Linked DNA regions of Mus musculus: region 1 is linked to region 2. Evidence: chromatin contacts called from public HiChIP or PLAC-seq data. All regions are on one chromosome and are shown on one strand. Each heading gives the region's core, a stretch centred on a gene start, on an enhancer-like site or on the middle of the called end of the contact. The rest is flanking DNA. Distances are from core to core; before and after follow the strand shown. Region 1 holds the start of Atp6v0b (ATPase, H+ transporting, lysosomal V0 subunit B). Region 2 has its middle 16 kb from the start of Eri3.

Region 1 (6,429 bases), core at 1,552-4,051, 350 kb before region 2:
GGCTTCTTTCGGCCTGTATTGACGCCATGTGAATTGGAGGCTGCCTGCAACCCTGCCTGGCCCCCGCCAGGCCTGGCTCCCCACCTCACACATTATGCAGAGCTGTTGCCTGGTGAGTGGCAAGGCCGCATCTGGGTTTGAAAGTTGGGGTTGGAGTTGAAAAAACCGGGATAGCTTTCTTTTCTCCTTCTACGTCAGGTTCTCCCTTCCATGTGCCACTCCCTCCACCTGAGTCAGAGTTGTGGGATACCCCAGATGTGTCACTCATTTCTGGGGAGCTCCGACCACCACCTCCTTGGAAGTCATCAGATGACACTAGATGTTCGGCCTTAATTCCGAGGCCCCAACTGGAGCTGGCGGAGAGCAGCCCTGCAGGTAAACATGCAAGCAGCTGCCCCCGCTAGAGTTTTGCCCAGGTCCAGCCCACACAGCTTATCTTCTTTCCCTCTGCAGCTTCATTCCTTAGTTCTCGGAACTGGCAGGGGCTGGAGCCACGCTTGGGCCAGACACCAGTGAAAGAAGCCGTCAGAGGAAGACGAGGTATCGCCATCGCCTACGAGGATGAGGGGAGCAGCTGATACCTTGGGAGGCCAGAGCCAGAGTGATAAGTCTGCCGGGACCTGTTCTCCCTGACCAACGTCTCGTCCTGTCACAGGGACACTTGATGCCTAGACACAGGGAGTGTAGGTAGCTCTCTCTGTGGAGCTGTCCAGCTTATAGCCTGTGCAGGGAGGGGTCCCAGGGCTCATCCCAGTTCCTGGTGTGCAGGAGTTCTGCCCTTGGTCAGGGGCAGAAGTTGGATGATCCAGACCAGAGTTCTTCCACCTCCCTCAGCACTGTTGACAGTTTGGGCAGAGTAATTCTTTAATGCAGAGGCTACTCTATATAGAGAAGGATGTATAGGTTCAGCTGACAGAAACAGAAACACCTCCCTTCCTCCCCAACTGAGCTAGGATAACCCAGATTATCTCTACAGGTTGGCAGATGTCATGTAACTACTCCTCATTGAGAGCCTCTGGTCTAAACCTGCACTGTCCAAGACAATATTCACTGGACACATGACTTTTGCCATTTAAAGTGGATGAAAAAGTATTTGTCCATTACACTAATTACATTTCAAGCACTTATGTGGCTGCTTTCAGGACTTTGTTGGGCTACATTGACTTAGTTAGACTTGTTTCTTGGGGACAACAAAGACACTGAAATAAACGGAATACTTTTTCTCCTGTTTCTCTTTATTCACTAAAGCTCTGTTCTACACAGATCCTGTGGGTGGATATGTGAGTTATATTTAACCAGATTACTGTCCTCAAAATGTGCTTGGGAGGAAATAATAACCCCACGAAATATAATTGTGTGAAGGGAGCCCCAGGTGCAGCTGGCTCTCATAGCAGGCTCCTGAAGGGGACTCAAGAGGCAACCCAGACAGAGGAGTCTTAAGCTGGATCTTATAGAGAAAAAATATTCAGAATAAACAGAGTGAAACGAACATTTGGGCCTAAACAAAGACTCAGTCAACATGGTGGGTGCTTCAATCAAAGTAGAGTTGTTGGGGTATATCTTGATAGAGTGCTTGTCCTTGGTAGAGAGTTGGTTTTATGGGCCGGGCAGTGGTGGTGCACGCCTTTAATCTCAGCACTTGGGAGGCAGAGGCAGGCACATTTCTGAGTTCGAGGCCAACCTGGTCTACAAAGTGAGTTCCAGGACAGCTAGGGCTATACAGAGAAATCCTGTCTCAAAAAACAAAACAAAAACCAGAGAGTTGGTCCTAGGGTTTCCCAGTGTGTGTGTGTGTTTGTGTATTGGATCCCAGAAGAAAACAAAATTTACTTATTGTCCACATTAGCAAAAGAATCTTATATTGGCACCATCCAGATCATGTAGTACACAGGCTAATGGTAAAGGCAGAGCTGTAACTGACATGGGGACTGGGTTAAAATGAGCATCCATCATGTATTCTGTGTGCATGTTATGAGAACTCCCCTGTATGTCAGGCGCTAGAAACAGTAGTGAGTCCAACATGAACCATGGTGCTTCGGCCCCCTAGGGAGAGTGGTCAGAAACAAAATGTACTATATCAACCAGAGATAAGAACCAGAGGAAAATTATATCAAGGGATAACAATTATGGGAAAACACAAATCTGGAAAAGAAAGGGGACTGGTTAAAGGGAGATTGGGGTTGGAATATTAAACAGAATGGGTAAGGAAGGGCTTGAAGGAGAGCAAAGTCTGGAAGCAAGAGAGAGGGGCAGATGCAAGGGCGGGCTGCGTCTGATAGGGTGGGTAGTCTATTAGGGACCTGGAGCTTAGCTCTGTTACAGTGCCTGCTTTGCATACTTTAGGATCCTATGGATCATTCTGTCGCGAGTGAAATAGGATCCACAGGGAATTTGAACAGGAGAATGGCATGGCCTTATAAGATCACCTGGACATCGTGGGCGTTCGCGTCTGGCATTCCACCCTACCTCTGGGTTGGAAAAGACAACCTAGAATGACCTCCGATGAACAGCAGGCATTAGCTAGGCACCGCGAAATCCTGCTTCAAGCAGAAGGAACTAGGCAGGACTAGAACAGACCGGAAGGATCTGCAGTGATTGGTGAGTAAACTGGGAGTCCGGTGGGAAGTTAGGGAACCAGCAGCGCAGGTGGAGAGCCAGTACCTGTCACGGAGAACGTCCGACGAAACTACAACCACCACAGTGCTCCGCGGCATGACGTCTACCAGGGCCCGGCCTCAGGCAGCCAGCCACTGTGCGCGGGGGTCACGTGGGGTCGGCGCATCACGTGCGCCGGTCAGGTGGCGCTGCGGGGCGGGCCGACAGACTGCGGGGCGGACGGTGGACGCGGTTTAGCTCAGGTCCCACCGATCCGACCCCTGCCGTCGCCGCTGCCATGACGGGGCTGGAGTTGCTCTACCTCGGGATCTTTGTGGCCTTCTGGGCCTGCATGGTCGTTGTGGGTGAGCGGGGCCCAGGCGGCCCAAGGTGGCCTGCTGGTTGGGGCGGGGGGCAGGTGGCAGCCGGAGCCGGCCCCGCGCGGTGCCCTCCCGCGACGGAGGAGGCCGGCCCTGGGCTGCGAGAGTCACACCGGCTATTCCAGGGTCGCGACGCCAGGTTCCTGACCTCCTCTCCGCGAGCCGCATATTTGGGCGCCCCGCTTCCCCTTTTTCCTCCTTGCCCTCCCCCACCCATTCACAGCTTGTTGGGTAAACAGCGATTGGGCCGGCAGGATCTGGCGCGGCCTGGACGCAGCGCCCGTTCCCTCCGGCCCGTGAAGGGGCTTGGTGTCATTAAGACGGGTTACCTAGGGAGTGGCCGAAAAAAAAAAAAAAATGGAGGCCTGGGTGGAGGTGCTGTTTCGCTCCGGGACTCTTCGCTTGTCTAGATGTAGGTGGCTGACAGTTTGACAGTTGGGCAGTTTTTTTTTTTTCCTAGGTTGGGGACTGTGTCTCGAAAGAGCAACCCTTTAACTCCTTTCCTCATTGCTTCAGGAATCTGCTACACCATCTTTGACCTGGGCTTTCGCTTTGATGTGGCATGGTAAGGGAGGGCATGGAGAGGATTCTCCTAGGAGCCTCTTCTCCCTGCTTTGGTCTGAGCCCCAGCCCAGCTCTTCAGACACACGGACCTTTGGGAAATAGAAAATCTAGAGATGCAACGTCTGGGACTGGTGGGCTGGAGCTGGGTGGACACTGAGTTTTGTGTGGCCTCCCCACTCCTGCCCTTTCCTGTCCATAGCTCAATAGCTTTCTTCCCTGTTTCCACACCAGGTTCCTGACGGAAACTTCCCCCTTCATGTGGTCGAATCTGGGCATTGGCCTAGCAATTTCTCTGTCTGTGGTTGGAGCAGCCTGGTGAGTGTTGGAGTGGCGGGACGAGTGGGAGGTGCCAAGTCGTGGCAGGTGGAATCATCACTGGGTTCTTAATCATCCTGGGGACAGCAACTCCTTGGGCTCCTTTAATCAGTTTCTTACCCTTCACCAGGGGAATCTATATAACCGGCTCATCCATTATTGGGGGTGGGGTGAAAGCCCCCAGAATCAAAACCAAGAACTTGGTTAGGTAAGTGTAAAGGCTTCTGCATGTCAAAACTAGCTGCGATGGGGGTCGGGTGACATGCTGGCTTGTGACCCGTCTCATCGTAGCGTGTATGTGAGTCAGGGAAAGTTGGCTGGGGATTTTCTGCAGAAATGGCTGATTTCCTTCTTAAAGAGTTTCCCTCCCCCTCCCCCACCATTTACCATCACTGTTGCCAGTATTATCTTCTGTGAAGCGGTGGCCATCTATGGCATCATCATGGCAATTGTCATCAGCAACATGGCTGAGGTAAGGGAAAACCAGCGGGGACGGGTATCCATTGAAATGCCTATGCTTTCCCTAAAGATCGGAGGGAAGAAAAGGTAGGTGCATTAAGGAATGCCTTCTGAGGACTTATTCTGCCCCTCACAGCCTTTCAGTGCTACGGAGCCCAAGGCCATTGGCCATCGAAACTACCATGCAGGTAAGTGGGTAACATAGAGCTCACTCGGCATGGTGCTCTGGGCCTTTAACCCCAGTCCTGGGACGGGGGTAGCACCAAGTGAGTTAAGAGGCCAGCCAGCACTACATAATGACATAGTGAGACAGACACCCTACCACACATACACGCCTGGGCCTTACACACTTGCTTCTACCACACGTACACACCTGGGCCTTACACACTTACTCCTGCTTCCTGGCTCCATAGCTGAGAGTCTCAGCTCTGCAGAGTTGGGGTGGGACTGGCCCTGCTAGCCCACACTGGACCATTCCTCTCCTGCTTGCCTCCACCTCACGAGCTACTTCTTATCCTCCAGGTTACTCCATGTTTGGGGCTGGCCTCACAGTCGGTCTGTCCAACCTGTTCTGTGGAGTCTGCGTGGGCATCGTGGGCAGTGGGGCCGCCCTGGCGGATGCACAGAACCCCAGCCTCTTTGTAAAAATTCTCATCGTGGAGATCTTTGGCAGTGCCATTGGCCTCTTTGGGGTCATTGTTGCAATCCTTCAGGTGCGAGTCCCCCTAGAGAGGAACAGAAGTGCCTCCCTTTTTTCCCCTTCCCATCTCTTGGTCCCCCTTTGTCTCCTGCTCTAGATGCACGCATCTTTCCTAAGTCTCTCCATTAGCATCTCTTTCCTCGGCTGCCTCTGAAAATGTCTTTGTGGAGTTTCTGTCTCTCAGGGTCTGTGTTCTGTATGTATGACACACTTGTCAGTAGACTAGCATGTCTAAATTCATATTTTCCAGTGTGTGAGTTTGTGACTTGGGTGCTTGACTGGGCTGACTCTTGGCGACACTAACACTGTCCATGGGACTTGTCTTCTCTGTTGTACAGCTGAGCTCCTTTGTTACTGTCCATGTCTGTTTGTCTGTCATAGTGTGTCTGTCCGTCTGTCCACCCACTGGCCTGCTGGTTCTGGTCTTGTCACTGGTCACTGTCCCTGCCTGATTTGTCCTGTTTTTCCTTTGCAGACCTCCAGAGTGAAGATGGGTGACTAGATGACCTGTATGGGTGGGGCCGTGCCCTACTGTTATTTATTGCTGGTTTTCCTGGGACAGCTGGAGCTGTGTCCCTCAGCCTTTCTGGGGCTTGGTGTTCAGGGTCTCCCCTGCACTCACCTCTTGCTGCCTGTTGACTCTGGAGGCATTGCAGTCCAGACTGAACCCCAGTGTGGGGAGTGGGCTGCTGATGGTGACTGTGTACAGCTGTGCACCTGTGCCCCCCTCAACCCCCATCCAGCCCATCTTCCTAGTGTTTGTGAAATAAACTTGGTATTTGTCCCAGTCAGTGAGGCTTCTGTTGGCCCCTTGCGACACCTTTCACAAAGGAAGGGGAGGACCTGTTCACTCACTCCAACCTCCTGTAACTTTCTGTCTACACATCATCTCTGCTCTGGACCTTGCTGGCTCCTGGGTGGCAGATCAGGGTGCTAGGCTGGCTGTAATGCTGGCACCTCTTCATTGAAGAGTCTGGGCTCTGAGATCCTCCTAGCCCTATGTCTTTGGACCCCTGTGCACTAGACCCAAACTCACTACAGCTAATTCTCCTCTCTGTCGCTATACTCCTGAAACTCCCCGCACCTGGATTTTCCTGGAGAACAGTGTTTTACATTTGATAGTCCAGTATGAACACCTAACCCTTCCAGAAACCTCTTCTATGGTCTTAGTTCCTAGGGCCTTGTTCAGCTCCGCCTATTCCTATACAATTCTTGATTCCAACACCACCCTAAATCTTACCCAACCTGCTTTTACCTAATAAGTCCTTTTCAGTCAACACCTTTAGGGGTCTTACCCAGCAGGCAGCCCTGGTTGGCTGACCTTGACTCATGCTCCCAGGAAAGAGTTGGCAAGGCCCTAACCCTCTGAATTGCCCACTATCCAGACCCCGTCCCAAATACCTGAAGGGCCTTAGC
Region 2 (6,818 bases), core at 253-2,752:
CCATTGTCTCTGATGAAGGCTGAGCATGAAGGCGAGGAAGGGGAGCCCAAAAGCCCCAGAACATGAGCAACGGTGATGGACAGGGGCCAGCACGGGGATAAGGGAAACAGCAAGAAACCTGCTTGGAGCTACAAAAAGTTAGACCTCTGATATGTTTGATGTTGTTCCTGCTAGGGACTTATGCTTGGGGTGAGGGTAAGAAGAGAACAGGAGAGGAGATAGGACTGAGAAAGAAGTTAAAAGAGGAACCTCAAGTTTATAGAAGGGGGAGATAGGGAAGAACGAAATTACAAAGGAAAGACAATTGGGCGATGTTCAGATAGGGCTTAGAAACGGAACAGGAGTGGAAGATGGGAGGAAACAGACCATGGAAACATCCTGGCTTAGCTCTAGCACACTACCGAGGGCCAGGAGTCCCAAAAATGGAACAGGAGAGACGCCATGTGGGAGGTCTTGAGGAAGAAATGAAGGGAGTGAGAATACAGGTCCAGTTGAAGCCTAGCCCTGTACCCACTTGCCCACAAGTGCACTTGACCTGCTGGCTAGCTAGGAAGGAACTCTATACTCCATTAGCCTTTCTCATTCTTTCCCAGGACAAAGTCAGTCATCATCTGCAGCCCTTAGTGCTATCTTTGGGCTAGCCCATTGGGAAGGAAAGGCAAGGCCCACAGCCTGCCAAGGTCAAAGGGGACTGGCCCAGGAAGCTTATCAGCTCTAGGTACTGTCTCCAAATCTGGTTCCAGGATTCAATCCAAAGTGGTTAAGCCATGCTAACACTGACAGTCTCTGTGTGAGGGACCGGAAGATGCAGGAGAGGGAAAGGGCAGCCAGAGGCTTCTCGTTAGCGGGGACGTGGAGAGGAGAGCTGCTACCGGGACTGGCCCAGGGTCTGATTTATCATCTTCAGAGCTGATCTGAGTGAGAGGGGTTAAGTAGCAAGTTAATGAAATCTGCAGATGCTGCTAAGTGGGAAAGAGCAGGGGAGACGAGGGAATACCAGACAGGAGGCAGGTGGGATGCCGAAGAAGGCGAGATCATCAGGACAGGAGATCCCATTCTCCAGTGGAAGGGAAATCCAGTTTGGGCAAGCAAAGTAAAGGCTGAGATCCTATTTCATGGAGGACGGCTCTGGTCAAACCTCCCAGCCCCCTACCTTAGTCTCCTCGGGCTTCTTCAACCACTAGGCAGGCCCTGAGCTCCAGAGACAAGGAGCAAATGAGACCAAGACCCCGTGCCTCATCTCTCCAGGACTGTGGCCAAACAAGTGACTCTAGCTCTCTGGGATAAGTGCTGTTGACCGATACAAAGGAGGGAGCAATTAATCCTGAGAGGGGAGGGTGAGGGAGGTCAACATGGCGTTAAAGCAAGGCTTGAAAAATAAGGATTTTTTTGCAAGCAGAAAAAGGGAAGTGGGGACTCTGGGTGTTAGGAGCAGTACTGCCGAGGCTAGCGAAGGCTCAAACGAAGAGGAGGGAGAGGAAGCAGAACTGGGAGCGGGGAGACATGAATGGACAGATGGATGAATGGATGTCTGTTCCAGAGAGACAGTGTATACGTAGAAACCAGAGGCTAGCCAGAGCAGCAGGAACGGGTCCACAGAGTCCTGGAGACACAGGGTGGGAAAGGGAGGCCACAAATCCTCCCCATGGGCTGCCTCTACTTGCTGGCAACATCCTCTCCCTCCAGCTTTAGCTCCAGGCTCAGTGAAAAGGTTGCCATAAGAATAAAAGAAAATCATTCCTGTGCCTCACTGTATTTGACACTTGGTCTAGCACATAGTAGGTACTTCTAAGATGCAAATTACTGATCTTTCCAGGAGGAACTGAAAACCGTAGGCCAGTGATGGAGAAATGGCTTAGTGGGTTATGGTGCCTCAAAAGCATGGTGACCTAACCAGAGCTCACAGTGGCTCCTGAAAGTTGTTATCTGACCTCCACAAGTACACTGTGGCTCAGGCACACTGGCACATTCTCACAAACACACACACACTAATAAATAATAATAATAATAAAATACTATTATAAATGATAATACATAATAATTTAGTACAATGATTTTATAATTTAATAGTAATTTTAATAATAATTTTAATAATAATTTCGAAGATAATTAAAATGTAATTTAATCTTTAAAAAATTCTAAGCGATTGCCAGCTCACGGCTGGAGTGGTCATAGACCCTAAAGGAGAACCTGCAACTGTTATTACTCTAAACCAATATAACTTCTAGCTATATTCTAAATCTGTATCCTCAAGATAAGTGTAATTCTTGCCCTTCATTAAAACAGCTTCTTTTTGCAGCAGACAAAGGCTACTACAGAGAGCCACAACGTACTAAAAGGCAAAGACCACAGGGTACCCAACCCCAACTGGCATATCTACAATGTGATACCTACACTAAGACTCTGGGGACATTGAGGAAGAACAGGCAGAAAGAGTCTAAGAACCAGAGAACCAGGCTGCTGCTGCTGCTGCTGAACAGTCTCTTGTAGACCTGACTGGGATGCTGCACCAACGGAATCTCAACAATATGGTTGACTGAATAAGACCTGCTTAAGGACAACACCATTGACATGCCAATATTGATAGGTGACATTTCCAAAGTCAACCTCTGGGCGAAGAGCTACAGGCAATCAATGGTTGTTGAGAGAGTGAAACCACCTTCTTCAGAGATGAGTCCGCTGATATCTTACCCAATCCCAAGGGGTGCGCCCTGAATACACATACACACTGAGCAATATGAAATGGGTTCATTTAGACACATGCACACACATATAGTCCATGTGTAGCAGTAGTAATGATTATAGATGAGGTCATGGGTATGAGAAGATGGACATGGGAGGAGCTGAGCTGGGAGAGAGAGGGTGGAAATGAACTGAACGTGTGAATGGAGTCTCCAAACTTTTTTCTTTAATTAAAAAGAATCTTAAAGCCAGGGACCTGGTGACCGCAGCTCCACATGTAGGCAGGAGAAACGAGGAAGTGTGCAGGTGTGGCTTGGTAAGTACAAACCTGATACTCCTTAACCTAGCACAGTATGGCACAGTCAAAAGTGTCCCCTCTACTCTCCGTCCTAGACAGAGCTGTCTCTTCACTACAGTCCATGGGAAGCTGACATGAAGAAAAGGAGTAACAGAATGGCTAGTTAAGCCAGGTATTGCCAGGATTCAGTCCTGTGTTTTAGTGTTTACCAACTCCTTACCAATACCGTGCTCCTCAGGATGTTACCCCTCCTTCCTCTGAACTTTCTCCTTCTGTGAAATGGGTACAGTAGTAATTCCTACTCACCACCTCAGTGGATTAGATCAATAGCACAGGTAAAGTACTACAGCAGTGCCTGTCACACAGTAATTGCTATGCAGAATGAAAAGGCTTTAATAAGATTAGAACAGAAAGCATCTCTCAGCTTTGCTGTGTTCCTCCAAATCTGTGCTATCCCTGCTCTGATTATTTGTTTATTTGTTTGTTTGTTTGTTTGTTTTTACCTGTATGAGTGTGTGCCTGGTGTCTGAGGAGGTCAGAAGAAGGTGTAAGATCCCCTGGAAATGGAGGTATGGGGGGGGTTGTGAGCTGCCACATGGATGCTGAAATCAAACACAGTACCTCTGCAAGAACAAGTGCTCTTAACCACAGAGCCATCTTTCCAGGCCTCTGCATGATTTTTAAAAGACATATTCCTTACTTATTTGCATTTATGCACTTACTTATTTGAATGTGTTTGGTGGGGGCTTGGAGGTGTCAGAGTGCACGTGTGTCGTTCAGAGGACAACTTCTAGGAGTCAGTTCTCTCTTTCTACCCTGTGGATCCCAGGGATTAAACTCAGGTCATCAGGATTGGAGGTAGACACCTTTACCCAGGGAGCCATGTCACTAGCCTTTAAGGCAGATTCTTTGTTCTTTAACTAAAAACTGAGTTCTTGGGCCATGTAAGAACATGGTAAGGGCGGGCAGGCCTAGTAACACTCATCTTGAGATGGGAGAGATGCAGAAGAGACTGGGGATTCAGGATTAGAGGGCAAGGCAAGCTGCAGGGAAGGTATGTGTTATGTGCTTCGTGTTATGTGCCTCGGTGGCACCAGTGCCTCTTCTCTGTTCACACACATTCCTTATGATCAGCAAAGGAGGCAAAGGCCCTACTCTGGCTCTTGGGTAGGCTAACTCAGTGTACTACAAATTGAAGGTAGATAGCTGTTTCAGGGAAAGTCAGCAGCGAGGGGGAAATTCTCCCTGTGTTTAACAGAGTGCTGATCATCTGCTCTATCTATGTGTTTAGAATGTACATAGACCCAGGAACAGTGGTTGATGACTGAGCTAACTGTCCAGGACACTAAAGGAACAAGATTAGAAGACCACAGACAAGGAGTTCAGGGTAGTGATAGGTGAATGGATCAATGAACATGAGCACAAAGCATGAAGGTCTCTGTAAACCACATCAACACCCATCAGATAGCAGTCAGTACGGGAGGAGCTCTAGACCACCAAGCAGACAAAATGAGACACGCAAGTTAACTTTGCCATTGTTGGTACATAGGTGAATCAACCATAATGGTAGAGATGGATGGATGGATGGATGGATGGATGGATGGACGGACGGATGGATAGACGGATGGATGGAAATTATTCAGGGGCATATCTGCACAGGATCCATTTATCAGGGTTGATTCCACTCTTGCAAAATGTTGGGTCTATCAGTAACACAGACCAGGATGGCATCATTCTCTTGGAAAGCAAGTTGATTGTTTGGGGCTCTATCCATTCTGGAAGAAATAGAGACTTATATGGATAGGGACAGACATATTCTGGTTGTGGCATTGCCTTCTCGTCCTAAGGGAATTAGCTAGCACCACTGACTGAAGGCTTGCACCAATGTGGAATTTTATATTGTGTTCATCATGTCCTGCCAATGGACCTGATCAGCAAAGGAGATGCAAGAGGGAGCCTGAGACACAGGCCTCATTGATTAGCTCACACAGTCTAGCACCAGGAGCTGCCAGCCTAATAGAACAATAGATGACCTGAGGCAGGCACGACAGAATCACTAATGAGGAGGAGGTGGTTTGTAAGCATGAGGCACCATGTTCTTGAATATGAGTTCTTAACTGAAGGCAGTTTTGTCCTCTAGGTTATATGTGGCATTGTCCAGGGAGTGACAGACAGGATGGTGTCAAAGAGGCCTTGGTAAGATGACCTGTGATGAGAGAGTCAAACAACTGTGCCTCTGGAAAGACTATAGGAGATGGGCATAGCAAGAACACAGAGAGGAGGCATGAGCCAGTGTGCTTCACCCTTCAGCCAGGAGAAGCAAGAAGGGTATGACAGTTTGTATATGCCTGGCTCAGGGAGTGGCACTATTAGGAGGTATGGCCTTAGTGGAGTAGGTGTGTCACTGTGGGTGTGGGCTTAAGACCCTTATCCTAGATGCCTAGAAGTCAGTCTTCCAATAGCAGCCTTCAGATGAAGATGTAGAACTCTCAGCTCTGCCTGCACCTTGCCTGCCTAGATGCTTCCACGTTCTCACTTTGATGATACTGGGCTGAACCTCTGAACCTGTAAGTCAGCCCCAATCAAATGTTGTCCTTTATAAGACCTGCCTTGGTCATGGTGTCTGCCCACAGCAGTAAAACCCTAAGTCAAAGGGGAATACATAGATGAGAACTGAAATTGGAGAGGGGAGACAGGAGTGAAGGATCAGGTTGCAGAGGACACTGGGGGTAGGGTATTTTAAAGATGTTAGCTTTTGCTTTGAGTAAAATAATATTGTAATTTGTCTCTGAAATGTCTCCCAAATCATAACACTAGCGTTATTACATGTTTGAACACTTGGCCCTCACCTGGTAGCACTGTTTTGGAAAGTTGTGGAACCTTTAAGAGGGGGTAACCACGGGCTTTTCCACATGTGCCCCAGTTTCTGGAATAACAACTCTGAGACTTATTTATTCTGGTCTATGAATGCCACGTGGCTGGTTACCTCTCTTCAACTTCATGTGTCTGTCTCCTCAGTGTTAGGGGTGAATCTCTTCCTGCACCCGACTATCCCAGAGTTGTTCTCTCCCTACTGGAATTCCCACCTCCTACTTCCTGCTTCAGCTAATGGCCATCATCTTTTATTGACAGGTGATACTTCCATACAGTACACAAGAGATTCTGTCTACAGAAGGCCTAGCTGGAATAAATGTGTCACTGTGGGGCATTGAGAGGTAGAGCCAGGCTCTGCTTTGGACCTGGTCTTTGTACTTCTTGGTCTGCTGAGATGTAACAAGCTATGCCCCAAGTTCCTTCCACCAGGGACAGAGTCAGATGTCATGCCTTTCTAGTCTCCTTAAATTGTATGCCCAGATAAATCTTGCATTCCTTACTTGTTTTCTGTTAGGTATTTTGTTAAAGTGATGATTTTTTTTTCACCTCTTGAATCTCTGGTGCTTTCTCTTGCCCTAGTTGCCCCAGAATACTATAACTGCTGTAGATCTATCTTTCTTCCTACTTTATTGTTAACACCATGTGGATATGCTGTGATGGTTTTGACATCACATAGGACATCATTGTGAAGAGATATATAAAAATAAGGAAGTCAAGACACTTGGCCAGACTTCACACAGACCACCACAAACCTCTGGAACTGGTCATTGTCCAAGATACAACCCAGTTCCCTCCTCCTCCCTCTCGTCCTCCTTCTCCTCCTCCTCCTCTTCCTTCTCCTTCTCCTGTTCTTCCTTCCCCCATTCTCCTTCTCCTTCCCCTTCTCCTCCCCCTCCTCTTCTACCTCTCCTTCCTCCTCCTCTTTTTCTTCCTCCTCCTTTTTCTTCTTCCTCAAGACAGGGTT

The links. HiChIP or PLAC-seq counts read pairs in DNA pulled down with a chosen protein or histone mark.
Region 1: a contact with region 2 is called in an H3K4me3 HiChIP or PLAC-seq map of bone marrow-derived macrophages, with 2.6 times the contacts expected there. The contact joins the promoter of Atp6v0b here to the enhancer-like site in region 2. A contact is called at or near these places in 3 of 39 promoter capture datasets (embryonic stem cells, liver and pre-B cells), 4 of 484 Hi-C or Micro-C datasets (CD4 T cells, embryonic stem cells, natural killer cells and 1 more), 1 of 115 datasets of contacts at active chromatin or transcription factors (bone marrow-derived macrophages) and 2 of 9 other capture datasets (adipose tissue and liver).

The regions. Positions count from the first base shown.
Region 1 is chr4:117,883,701-117,890,129 of GRCm38.p6, reverse strand. Atp6v0b (ATPase, H+ transporting, lysosomal V0 subunit B) reads left to right here and starts at 2,801. Exons shown (of 8, transcript NM_033617.3): 1 at 2,801-2,960; 2 at 3,492-3,540; 3 at 3,771-3,854; 4 at 3,985-4,062; 5 at 4,257-4,326; 6 at 4,450-4,501; 7 at 4,836-5,026; 8 at 5,489-5,800. The coding sequence starts at 2,894. The coding sequence ends at 5,515. Gm12841 (predicted gene 12841) reads right to left here. Exons shown (of 4, transcript NR_168719.1): 1 at 6,415-6,429; 2 at 4,242-4,377; 3 at 2,662-2,824; 4 at 1,839-2,043. It overlaps Dph2 (DPH2 homolog), which reads left to right. Exons shown (of 6, transcript NM_026344.3): 4 at 1-112; 5 at 199-375; 6 at 454-1,487. The coding sequence ends at 578.
Region 2 is chr4:117,530,650-117,537,467 of GRCm38.p6, reverse strand. No RefSeq gene overlaps it. Among named protein-coding and RNA genes, the nearest start is that of Eri3, 16 kb to the left of the region's middle. Within about 2 kb of position 1,502, at least 8 of the 459 cell types and tissues checked have an H3K27ac peak or open chromatin away from gene starts, as enhancers often do. A contact at or near this core is called in bone marrow-derived macrophages, where this site is marked.